Linked DNA regions of Sus scrofa: regions 1 and 3 are each linked to region 2. Evidence: chromatin contacts called from public Hi-C and promoter capture Hi-C data. All regions are on one chromosome and are shown on one strand. The core of a region is the stretch at or near the end of the contact, and the rest is flanking DNA. Distances in the headings are between cores, read along the strand shown.

Region 1 (3,784 bases), core at 558-3,057, 350 kb after region 2:
CTAATCTTCCTCTTCCTCCCCGCTCCTTCTCGTCTCCTCACCTTACAAGGGACCCCAGAGAAAGAGGCTTCCCGCTCCCTAAACCCAGCCCTCTTTCTGCCACTGTAGGCTCTAGGGCCCCAGCCCACAGAGGTATGCAGGCCAGCCCTCACCCACCACTCGGGGGTCTCCCAGCCTGGTCCCTCCTCCTTGGGCACGGACATCCAGTGCCTCACAAGCACCTGAGCCTGGAAGCCTTCAAAAAGGTAACACCCTCCTTCTGTGGTCAGGGATAATAAGCCAAATGCTCCTAGGGCTCAGCAGGAGGCCTGACTGCTCCTTTGCAGGAGTGGGGATGGGGAGGCGGGGCTGAGACTTGGGTGGCAGTTGGGAGGCCCTTCTGTGAAGGGAAGACAGCTTCCCCTGTCCTTACTGCTCTCAAACAGGGCTGGACCCTAAATCAGAGAGGGCGTGGGGGACACAAGGCTCTGGGGGAGGAGGTGTTAAGCACCTGCCCGCCCACCCCACCCCCACTTCCTAGCACAGGAGAGAGAAGGGATGACTGGCAGGACCATGAGCTGGGGAGGGGCTGTTGATAATTACCCTGCCTGGCTTCCCCCCTTCCTGTTCCTGGAAGCCAGAGAGTCTCAGCCCTCCTCTCCCCATGAAACCTTGTGGGGTGGGCTACCCAGCCCTACTTGTCCCTGGTTCCTCTTCCTAGTCCCCAGGGAGCTGGCTGGTCTGTCTTACCTAGGGCTGGGACTGGGACACGAGCAGGGTACTAACTGAACCCAGAAGTAACCCAGAGAAAAACAGGTGTAACCACAAGAGTGGCTGAAAATCAGAGAGTAACTGGGACAGGAAATGGAGCCCCATAACTGGTGTGTCCTCCAGACCCAAGAAATGCAAACAGAGTCGCCCCGGAACAACCCAGAGCATAACTGGCGTAACCAGGGAATAATTGGGATGGGGAATAACTGGGGTAGGGAAGTGTCCCTCTCAGAGAACCCCCAGAGTAACTGAGATGCTTCTGCACAGAGGCTGACAGCATCTGTCAGGGTAACTGACCAGGTCTAGGAGTCGCTGAGCACTAGGGGTCAAACTTTAATGACACCATGTCTTCTGTGCCTGAGGCAAGGCTGCCTTCCACTGTCTCCTATCTTCAGGATCCTCCTTACTTCCCTCTCTGCTGTGTGCTGTGTGGCTCCCGCCCTCTGCCCCCAGCCCCCGTGGCAAACTGTCCTCACGTCAGAGGAACTTTTGGACTTTCTGAGGCTTAATTATTCATTAAAAGCCAGGCATCCCAGACCCAAATAACCTAATGGGACCCATTTGTCACAGCTCCCATTACCTCTCAGGTCTGGGACTCTGGAAACCTGGGGAACTGTGGGAGCCAGAAAGGGCTGGAGGTCCCAAGCTGCAGAGTGACCCTCCCTCAGCCTGTGGGATAGGTTCCTGTGAGAGGGTAAGCTATCAGAACTGTCACTGGGGCATAACAGCTGTCATTCTGGCAAGAGTCAGAGCTGTCATAGACGGGGTTACAGCTATGGGTGAAGAGTACTCTGGAAGGGGTGAAGTTTGCCGCGGGGTTGGGGAGGGTCGATCAGAGCTGGGAGAGGAATCGGGGCTGTCTTAAAAAACACAGCTCCTCCTGTGCACAGCGGGACCGGGACTTGTGGGTCTGGAGGCAGAAGGGCTTCTCTGGGTCCCTCCACTCACCACGAGGATAAGGGTCCCCAGGCACTCAGCCAGTGCCTGGCGAAGCAGCCGGTAGCGGATATGGAGCATCTCCCCGCAGCGGGTCACCAGCTCCTTCTGTCGACCCATGGCAGGGGCAGGCGGCGGCGCTGTCAGAAGGCGGGTGGCGTCAGGCGCGGCAGCAGTGGCGGCCAGCACCGGGTGGCGCCCTTTATAGCAGCGCTGCGGCTCGCGCCCCGCCCAGCCGCGCGCCTGCCGCAGGAGTTGGGGGGCCGCCCCCTCGGCTCGCCTAGGGGCTAGAGGCGAAGCTGGATTGGAGGAAAGCTAATGAGGGAGGTAGGGGTATGGGGCGTGAGGAGACTTTGGGGGGAGGATTGGCCCCGGGAGGGCGATTAGGGGAGGAAGTGCCTGGAGCTTGAGACCCGTTTGCGGGATTGCTGAGTCTGAGAGCGGAGGGTGGAGTGTAGACATGTGCAGGACCAGGGCCGGAGGGATTGGAACTGCCAAAGAGACCTGCTTGGCTGGCCTACTGTGAACCTCGCTGCCGTCCCTGCTAAGGTGGCAGTGAGAAGAGACAGGACAGGAAGGAAAAGAGCTGGCTCCAGCTCTCCAGGACTCCTGGACCCAGCATGTCAATCAGAGGCCTGGAGGGAGGAGGCTGTGGTCCCCAAGGGAGAAGAGACCCTCTCATAGTCCAGATGGGAACACATGTGCAAGTGTTGAGTTCCAGCCAGAGTCCATGGGCCCTTGCTCCTTGTGCTATTAGTACACGTCCTGACCAACTGGATTCTCAGCTGTTTCCACACATGATGTCTGTTCTGTGTGTCTGACCACCCGTTCTGGGTATCTTTCATGGCTGCACACACATGCCTGTTAAACATGGCTGGGCTTGGAGTTCCCATCGTGGTGCAGTGGTTGACAAATCTGACTGGGAACCATGAGATTGCGGGTTTGATCCCTGGCCTTGTTCAGTGGGTTAAGGATCTGGCATTGCCGTGAAGTGTGGTGTAGGTCGCTGATGCAGCTCAGATTCCGAGTTGCTGTGGAGTAGTCCAGCAGCTACAACGCAGATTAGATCCCTAGCCTGGGAACCTCCGTATGCCGCCGGGCCCTAGAAAAGGCAAAAAAAAAAAAACATGGCTGGGCTGACAGAGCTTGACAACCATCTACCTCCATGCATTTTGCACATGGCTCCAGAGCCTGAGCTGCAGTTGTCCTGACATGCCACATGCCACATTCTTGCCAGCAGGGTGAGTCCCAGCTGTTTTTAACCCTCCCCACTCCCACTCTAGCTGATCCCTGGCCAGGGGTAATTCTGTCCTTTTAAGAGATTAAGCTGGCTGAACTGGAGGGATGTCTGTCCCACCTGAGGGAGGGCATGGGGCAACCCTGCTCCCTAGGCTGCATCTAATAATTGGGAAACAGGTCTGGTCACTTGGGCCCTACTCCCTCAGGACTGGGGCAAATATGCCCTCACCCCAGTCTCTATTGGCAGCATTGCCAGGGGAGACCACATCTTCCACAGGGACTTAATCCAGGTGGGCTAAGGGCCCTGGGGATTTGTTTCTTTTCTTTTTTTTTTTTTTTTTTTTTGTCTTTTTGCCATTTATTGGGCCGCTCCCGCGGCATATGGAATGTTCCCAGGCTAGGGGTTGAATCGGAGCTGTAGCCACCAGCCTACGCCAGAGCCACAGCAACGCGGGATCCGAGCCGTGTCTGTGACCTACACCACAGCTCACGGCAACGCCGGATCGTTAACCCACTGAGCAAGGGCAGGGACCGAACCCGCAACCTCATGGTTCCTAGTCGGATTCGTTAACCACTGCGCCACGACAGGAACTCCCGGGATTTGTTTCTTAAGGAACCGCTGTCAGAAATGAGGGCTCCAGGAATTCCCATCATGGCTGAGCAAAATGAATCCAACTAGTATCCATGAGGATGCAGGTTTGATCCCTGGCCTTGCTCAGTATGTTGAGGATCCGGTGTTGCCATGAGCTGTGTTGTGGGTCGCAGACATGGCTTGGATCCTGGGTTGCTGTGGCTGTGGCATAGGCTGGCAGCTGTAGCTCTGACTCTACTACTAGCCTGAGAACTTCCATATGCCTCA
Region 2 (3,877 bases), core at 843-3,342:
TGCTGTGGCTGTGGTATAGGCTGGCAGCTGTAGCTCCAATTAGACCCCTAGCCTGGGAACCTCCAAATGCTGCTGCTGTTGGGGCCCTAAAAGCACAAAAGGCAAAAAACAAAACAAAAACCTATAAAGATGGCATTACTCTTATGTCCATTTTACGTGAGGATGTGACCAAGTAACAGAGGTAAATGGAAAAAAAAAAAGATTCAAACTGGCAGTGTGGCAGGTAGCATCATCCCAGACAGGAAAGCAAACACCTTTTTTTTTTTTTTTTTTATCATTTTTGGCGGCCCTGAGCCATATGGAGTTTGTAGATCAGGGATCAGATCGGAGCTGCAGCTGTGACCTATGGCAATGGGATCCTTTAACCCACTGTGATGGAGACTGAACCTGTGTCCTGGTGCTGCAGAGACAATGTCAATCCTGTTGTACCACAGCGGGAACTCCCCAAATACCCTCTTAAAAACAGTTCCTGCAGGAGTTCCCTGATGGCCTAAGGATTTGGGGTTGCCACTGCTGTGGCTCGGGTTCAATCCCTGGCTTCCATAGGACACTTCCACTTACACTCCTAATATGAGACTCCATCCTTGCAAAGAACTCAAATTTGATATAACCAAAATCAAATTCACTTCCTTCAAACACAATGTAATACACAAAGAGCTAAAAGCTTTGGAGATAGGCTGGGATTTCAATCAGAGTTCTTTCACTAACTGTGACTTGCAGACAAGTCAATTAACATCTCTTTGCCTGTTTCCTCATCTGTTAAGAAAAATACCTACCCTGTAGGATTGATCAAAGGGATTGACTACAACACATAGTGTAACTAGCATAGAGAATACTTAGTAAATAGCAGCAATTACTGATCACAAAAACATGCTGCAGCCAAGGCTGGGAGGATGGTCAGTGCCCGATTTTATTCAGGCCCCAAAGGGTGGATTCCTTTCCAACTCCTGCCATAACTGTCTTCACTGTCCATCTTTGCTTTATTTTTCTCCACAACACTTACAGCCATCTGCTAAGCTATCTTACTTACTGATTTTGTCTGCTGTCTGCCTTCCCCATCACAATGTACTTTCCCTAAGAGCAAGGGTTATTGTCTGTTTCGTTCACTACTACAGTCCCAGGGGCTAGAACAAATATACACAGTAGATCTCAGTATTTGCTAAATGAATAAACCTCCCTTCCTCCTATGGCAGATCTTCAGGACAAGTCCTCTCCTTTACACTCAGGACACAAATGTTGTCTGCTGACTTAACTACTAAGCGTTGGCAAGAACAAGGTGGAGGATGGAGTCCTGGAGAAGTTTACTGAAGACTTTCTTCAATCATTCGTTAGTCCCCCTCTCTCCCAAATTTATCATTCTCCTTGCCCAATCTCCAAATTCTGTCCCTCCTTTGTGACTACAGAGCTCACACGCTAAATAAAATTCAGCGCCAGACAGAACCTGATAAAATAGTCGTTCATTCATTCTAAAAGCAATTATTGAGCCTTTACGATGGGCTGGGAATTGGGACTATAATGCAAACGAGTCCCTAGGAGCTATACAGGTTAGTAGGATGGGCAGAAAAACGGTGACGATACCAAAAGCTGTGCAGAAGAAAGCAAAGGACGGTGCACGCACAGGGAGGAAACCACCACGGTGTTCGATGGGGACGGGAAGAGATGGATGGCGTCGAGCCCAGCCCCCTTGTGCTGATAGACCGGAATCCAAATAGGATGGCTAATTTGCTCAGTTACAAGGTACAGCAGAAGTTGGCGAGGGCTAGAATTCAGGTTTTCCAGGAGTCTCCTTCCCCCAGCCCCGCGCCACCTTCCACAGGGCTTTGGGCTTCTCATCTGCTACCTCTCTGTAGGTCCACCTCCAAGGTAGCCAGATCCCAAAAGCTTCTTTATAGGAAAGGAAATGCCCCTCCGCTCCCCAGCCTCTCGGACGCCTCCCCCGAGCAGCTTCCACCACCTCCCACTCCCACCCCCGCAACCCTCTGCCTCCCGGCCCCGGCCACTTCGGTAACATTCCCACTGCAGGACTCACTCCGAGGACTCGATTTCGATCGACATGGCTCTAGCTTCCTGAGCGCAGGCCTCACTCCACTCTAAGGCCCAGCCGCGCAACGCACCAACGACACCTCCGGCGGCCCCTATACGTCACTTCCGCTCGACGTCAGACGCAGGCTCTGGGCGCGGTCTGTACGGAAGAGGGGCGTGGAGTACGTGAGGGGCGGAGCTTCAACTCTTCTGTCGAGAGTTGGAACATAGGCACCGGCTCCTATAGAATCCTTTCTTTTTCTTGGAGGGGAAGTTATCCTTAAAGGACTGGTTTTAAAATTTTTCTTTTTTGGTTTACTTTTTAATTAGTTGACTAGATTTAAAGGTATAGTTGGATTGGGAGTTCCCGCTGTGGCGCAGTGGGTTGAGAACCTGACTGCTGCAGTTCAGGTTGCTGAGGAGGCATGGGTTCAAAACTAGCGCAGAGCATAGGTTACAGCTGCGGCTCGGAATCAGTCCCTGGTTCTGGAACTTCCATACGCCATGAATGTAGCCAATAAAAAAAGAGTTGGATTTACAATACATCTCTGGGAGATTAAGACATTGGAAACCAGTGGCCCAGTTAGCAACATTTGTAGAAGAGTTCATTAAGTTTAAGTGAATAAATGAAAGATTTTAAAGCCAAAACACATTTAAATTAATCTGATTAAGTTTGGGCCTTAGGGATTTGCATATTCACTTCTTCGAAAGAGCTAGATTACTTGTAGCATTTCCAACTAAGTATTTACTTGAAAATGGTTTCACAACAGTGATGCAATTACAAGAAAAACGACGAAGGCAAATACAAATATGTAAAAGGAGATTTGCGACTTCTTTTAATAGACTTTAAGCCATACGTAATTAAATTAGCAGAGACAAGTGAAAAGTAGAGATATTAATGAATTTCATGTAGGTTATTTTTTTAAATATTTTTTTGCCATCCTTTGTAATTTTTAAAAAAATATTTGCAGCACAATGGTAAGAAATCTGTGTTGTAAAATTTGTATTTTTAAGCCATTCCCACAGCATGTGAAATTCTCAGGGCCAGGAACTGAACCCCAGGGGGATCTGTAACAGCAGTGACAACACCAGATCCTTAACCCACTGAGCCACCAGGGAACTCCTGACTTTTAATCTCTGATTGACAGCCAATGCTCAGCATCACAAACTATCCTCATCCATGTTTCCTCTGTAACAGCAGATTTGACTATGACATTTGTTACTTTATATAATCAAACTGCACTCTTTACCTAGTTAGGAAGTTTCTTCCCCCACTAAACTAGTTGCTTATGTAAATCTTCTGTATCCCAACTATATAACCCATCAATTTCCATATCATTCCCATACCCAAAGCATAAGCTTTATTACCTTGCTGATCCCTTATTAGCAATTTGATAAACTGTGACAATTGCTAAATATCAACTTGTCTAGGATATTTCATTTTTTGGTTTATTTTGTTTTTGTCTTTTTGGGGTGGGGGGGGCTGCAGCCACAGCATATGGAGAGTCCCAGACTAGGGGTTGAATCAGAGCTGTAGCTGCCGGCCTATGCCACAGCAACACTAGCTCCTTAACCCACTGAGCAAGGCCAGGGATTGAACCTGCATCCTCATGGATGCTAGTCAGATTCATTTCTGCTGCACCACAATGGGAACTCCTAGAATATTTCATTTTTATCACTAGACAAATGAGGTCTCTCACATCTCTCCACCTGTACATGGATAAAGAACCTCAAACAGGCACACAACACAGACAATTTCTAACCTCTAAAAGGAAGATGAATACACTGCACACTCAAGAGCTGGGTCACAGCCTCCTAGACCTAATTTCTGGTTAATAAACAGCCTAGAGTGACC
Region 3 (3,958 bases), core at 204-2,703, 470 kb before region 2:
GTAACTAGTTCGATCTCCTTTCAAACCTCACCAAACTCTGAGAAGTTACTGAAACTCTCTGCTGTACAGATAAAGGAACGGAGTTACACGGAGCTGAAGTGACTTTCGGTTGCAGTTACCAACCAACACCGGGATTCGAATGGAATCCCAAGTCCGAGGTTTACAGTCTTCAGAGACAGAGATCTATTCCAGTCTGGGGATAAACAGGGATTTTACCTATGACCACAGAGCCTTGAAATCGTCCCCAGATGACGTTTTCCTCCTTCCGCACTCCCCGAAAGCTGGATGAAAACTCTGTGCAGTTCATAACTGAGATACTTAGAGACAAGACATCTAGAGCCTAAAGCGGCCCGTTGCCTCATTCTACCGTTAGGCCTCAAATGTGCGCGTCCCAAACATTCTAGAGCTGAACTTACTACAACGGCCCGAGTACAGAACTCCGTCCTTTGGCTTAATATTTATCTGATCTTGCTACCGTTCTGAGCACAAATGTTCAACCAACACTTGTTGATTGGCAGGTACATTAGGCTAGGTAGTCCGTGCCAGGTGATTTCTTTTTATAAGTATCACTGGCATCAACAAGCCATCGCGTTCTCAAAGACTTTTTAAAGAAGCTCAATTAACAAGGACTCCCATAACGATGCGTTAGTTAACATAAAAGCGGGCGGCATTCTAGCTTACTTCAAAGATAAATATACACGAACGACTACCTATGTTGTGGGAACAAGTCCCGGAGGAAACATTAATTCTTCCACCGCTGGACGCCGGTGTAATATTTAAAACGTGGATTTTTTTTTCAAGTAAACTTTTAAATGCACACGACAGTACCTTATCCTGCATTAATACTGCACAGCAAGTGAAGGAAGATCGGCTGACGAGTCAAGCCTATCCCTCTCAGCGGCAAAAACAAAAAACCCACTTTTGAAGTAAATAATTCCTCGTTTCTCTCACCTCCTCCCTCAAAGGCGGGCTAGGCCGCCGTCACGTGACCCGCCCCCAGCTCCGGGCGGAAGAGGCCGGCCGCTCGATGGGAAACGCGCGCGGAGGCGACGGGGCGGGCGCTCGCGCCCGGCTGCAAGATGGCCGCCGCCGCCGCCGCCGCCCGGCAGCCACCGCCCCGGAGGATACTACAAGGCCTGTAGCTTCCGCCCGTGCCCGTGGACCGCCGCCGCCTCCTTACCATGAAGCCAGTGAGTCGCCGCACCCTAGACCGGATTTATTCAGCGGTAGGCCCCGGGCCTGGCGGGGCCCCAAGGGCTCGACTCCTCCGGCCCGCGGGTGGAAGGCCCCGTATTTCTTCAGCGCCCAAAAACTCCAAAATCCATTCCTGAATTAAGCTTTTCACTCCCTCACCTCGACTCCGCCTCTTCCTGGAGGACACGCTCTTCCGCTTCTTACGTCAGGGCGGCTTGGTGTACTCGCCTCCGGAACCCCATTTATTCGTTTGTTATTAAAATTTGCACCTTGGCAACGTGCAGGGCTGTCTGATGGGGGCGGGGAGGAAATGCCACTCACGTGTTTTTGCTTTTACTCCTTTTCTTGCATTTTTCAGTTGCTCCTCGCGGTCGTACTACTCTCATGGGGATATGTCATCTATGCATCAACTGTAGCTGCGCGGCGACAGCTAAAGAAGGAACACCCAGACAAAATGTTCGGGACGAATGAACATTTGTAACGCCTCTGAATTTAATTCTATGTATATACAGTTCTTTACCTCATGCTTATCGGACTCGTCTTGATTCACAATAAAATCCTTAATACAAGTTTCCACTTTCATTTTGGTGTAGTCTTTTGTAATAACCGTTAATGTATTAATTTATCAAATATTTAGGGGTTTGTCTTTTATCATCTCATATAACAAAGAACCTGGATCTGACAGCCTTTCAAGCTAGTTTCTAAAACACTTTTGAAATGCCTCAAAAAGCCTTCTTTAAAACAATCTGTAGTTCCCATTGTGGCTCAGCGGTAACAAACCAGGCTAGTAGCCATAAGGATGCCGGTTCAATCCCTGGCCTCACTCCTTGGGTTAAGGATCTGGAGTTGCATGTGCTGTGTGGTGTAGGTGGTGGACGCAATTCAGATCTGGCATGGCCATGGCTGTAGCAATTAGACCCCTAGTCTGGGAATTTACATGTGTGTGTGGGGGGGGGCGGCCCTAAAAGGCAAAAAGAAAAAATTGAAAGTGTGTAAAATTTCTTATATTTATTGCATGATTTCATTATGTTGCATACCTTCACATAAGACTAGATTACATACTGTAAGAAAAAAACTATCATGTGACTAAATTTCCTACATCCTCTTTCCAAATCAAGAATGGCCAAAAAAGTGACTTGCTCAAATCATTTAACATGCCCAGTTTTTATTTATTAAATAATTCAAAGAGTCTCAAATTGTATAATGTTTGGGAAGAAAAAGACACATATCTGAGAGTAAACTTTATTAAAGTTACTTTTCCAGAAAATATATTCAGTAAGTGTGGTAATATAGCTCATATGCCTTTGAAATTTTAAAGTTATCTTCAGTGATGTTGATCAGGAAATTCTTTCATTAGTGGGATTACTTCTCCAGTTTCCAGGATTGTATCACCCTAGAAAAACAAAGATGCATTAGTGAAAAATCTTGTCTTCAGAGGTGATAGTTCCACCATGTGGATAGACCTTGTGGAAAATCTAGTTCAGCTCTGTCATTCACACTTTAAAAGGGACAAAAGCAAAATAGATGCTGTCTGAAGATAAGCAACCAGTATTCAAAGTCTTAAGGTGTAAGTGAAAGAAGAGGGGAAGTTTCACTCAAGCAAAATGACCAGAAAGAACAAGAAAGTTGACTTTACAAAGTGATAAAGAGATAATCTTTATTTTGCTTAGCCCCAAGAAATAGGAGAATCCCTTGAAAGAAGTTGCAGGGAAACATCTTCACTTCAATAATAAGGAGGTAATGTGTTCCCAGAAACTGAATGTGTTAGGCCATCACCAGTTTACTGTTTGGCTCAGGTGTTGCAGAATGCACACTTTCCCTGGGCAGCTTACAATCACCCCAACAAGAGACACCTCGGTAATGCAGGTGGGTTGTTAAGTGGATTTTAAAAAGAGGTGCCAAAAGAAGAATCATTTATTTTTTTTATTTTTTTTTATTTTTTATTTTTTATTTTTATTTTTTTTGTTGTTGTTGTTGCTATTTCTTGGGCCGCTCCCGCGGCATATGGAGGTTCCCAGTCTAGGGGTTGAATCGGAGCTGTAGCCACCGGCCTACGCCAGAGCCACAGCAACTCGGGATCCGAGCCGCGTCTGCAACCTACACCACAGCTCACGGCAACGCCGGATCGTTAACCCACTGAGCAAGGGCAGGGACCGAACCCGCAACCTCATGGTTCCTAGTCGGATTCGTTAACCACTGCGCCACGACGGGAACTCCAGAAGAATCATTTTATTTTCCAAAGACAGTAGCTGCACCTTTGTGCTTTGTTTTTGTTCTCTTCCATCACTTTTTTGTCGTCTTAGCTGGTTCAGGTGTCTTTCCAAACATAGATATAGTGTGTTTGGCAGAATGGGCACAGACTTTAAAGCCAGAGCCAAGTAGTGAGAATCCTGGAACCCTCCACTGACAAATTGTATAATTTAAGCAGAGTACTTAGGTTGAATTTCAGCTCTGTTAAGACAGCAGATTCTGTCAGCTTGATAGTCCATGACTTGACTGAGGAGAACTGTTCCCAACCTGGTACTGCTCAGGATTGTAAATTTGTATTATGTTTAAGCCAAAATACATTTTGGGGAAAACTTGTTACCACGGCTAGCATTACCCTAACACAGAAATTAGTAACAAAGTGGTACTAATGCTGTGTAATAAAAACTGAGCCATATGGCACTGGCTTAGCAGCCTGGCAGCAAAAACACTGGCATTGGAAGCTGAAAGATGGAAATAAAACGTGCTATTAACTTAGAAGCAGACTGTCTAATGAACT

Evidence for each region. Promoter capture Hi-C pulls out the DNA fragments that hold promoters and counts their contacts. Hi-C and Micro-C count contacts between places; a contact is called where the count stands out from the background.
Region 1: a contact with region 2 is called in a promoter capture Hi-C map of fetal liver, with 2.5 times the contacts expected there. The contact joins the promoter of AQP3 here to the promoter of SMU1 in region 2. A contact is called at or near these places in 1 of 5 promoter capture datasets (fetal liver) and 2 of 47 Hi-C or Micro-C datasets (embryonic fibroblasts and fetal heart ventricle).
Region 3: a Hi-C map of heart right ventricle shows a contact between it and region 2, with 2.4 times the contacts expected there. The contact joins the promoter of TOPORS here to the promoter of SMU1 in region 2. A contact is called at or near these places in 2 of 47 Hi-C or Micro-C datasets (epiblast stem cells and heart right ventricle) and 1 of 2 datasets of contacts at active chromatin or transcription factors (alveolar macrophages).

The regions. Positions count from the first base shown.
Region 1 is chr10:33,043,397-33,047,180 of Sscrofa11.1, reverse strand. AQP3 (aquaporin 3 (Gill blood group)) reads right to left here and starts at 1,807. Exons shown (of 6, transcript NM_001110172.1): 1 at 1,699-1,807. The coding sequence starts at 1,806.
Region 2 is chr10:33,397,598-33,401,474 of Sscrofa11.1, reverse strand. SMU1 (DNA replication regulator and spliceosomal factor) reads right to left here and starts at 2,092. Exons shown (of 12, transcript NM_001243898.1): 1 at 2,030-2,092. The coding sequence starts at 2,055.
Region 3 is chr10:33,863,462-33,867,419 of Sscrofa11.1, reverse strand. It overlaps TOPORS (E3 ubiquitin-protein ligase Topors), which reads right to left and starts at 1,453. Exons shown (of 3, transcript XM_013980194.2): 1 at 1,181-1,453. The coding sequence starts at 1,183. It overlaps NDUFB6 (NADH:ubiquinone oxidoreductase subunit B6), which reads right to left. Exons shown (of 4, transcript NM_001044554.2): 4 at 2,428-2,587. The coding sequence ends at 2,519.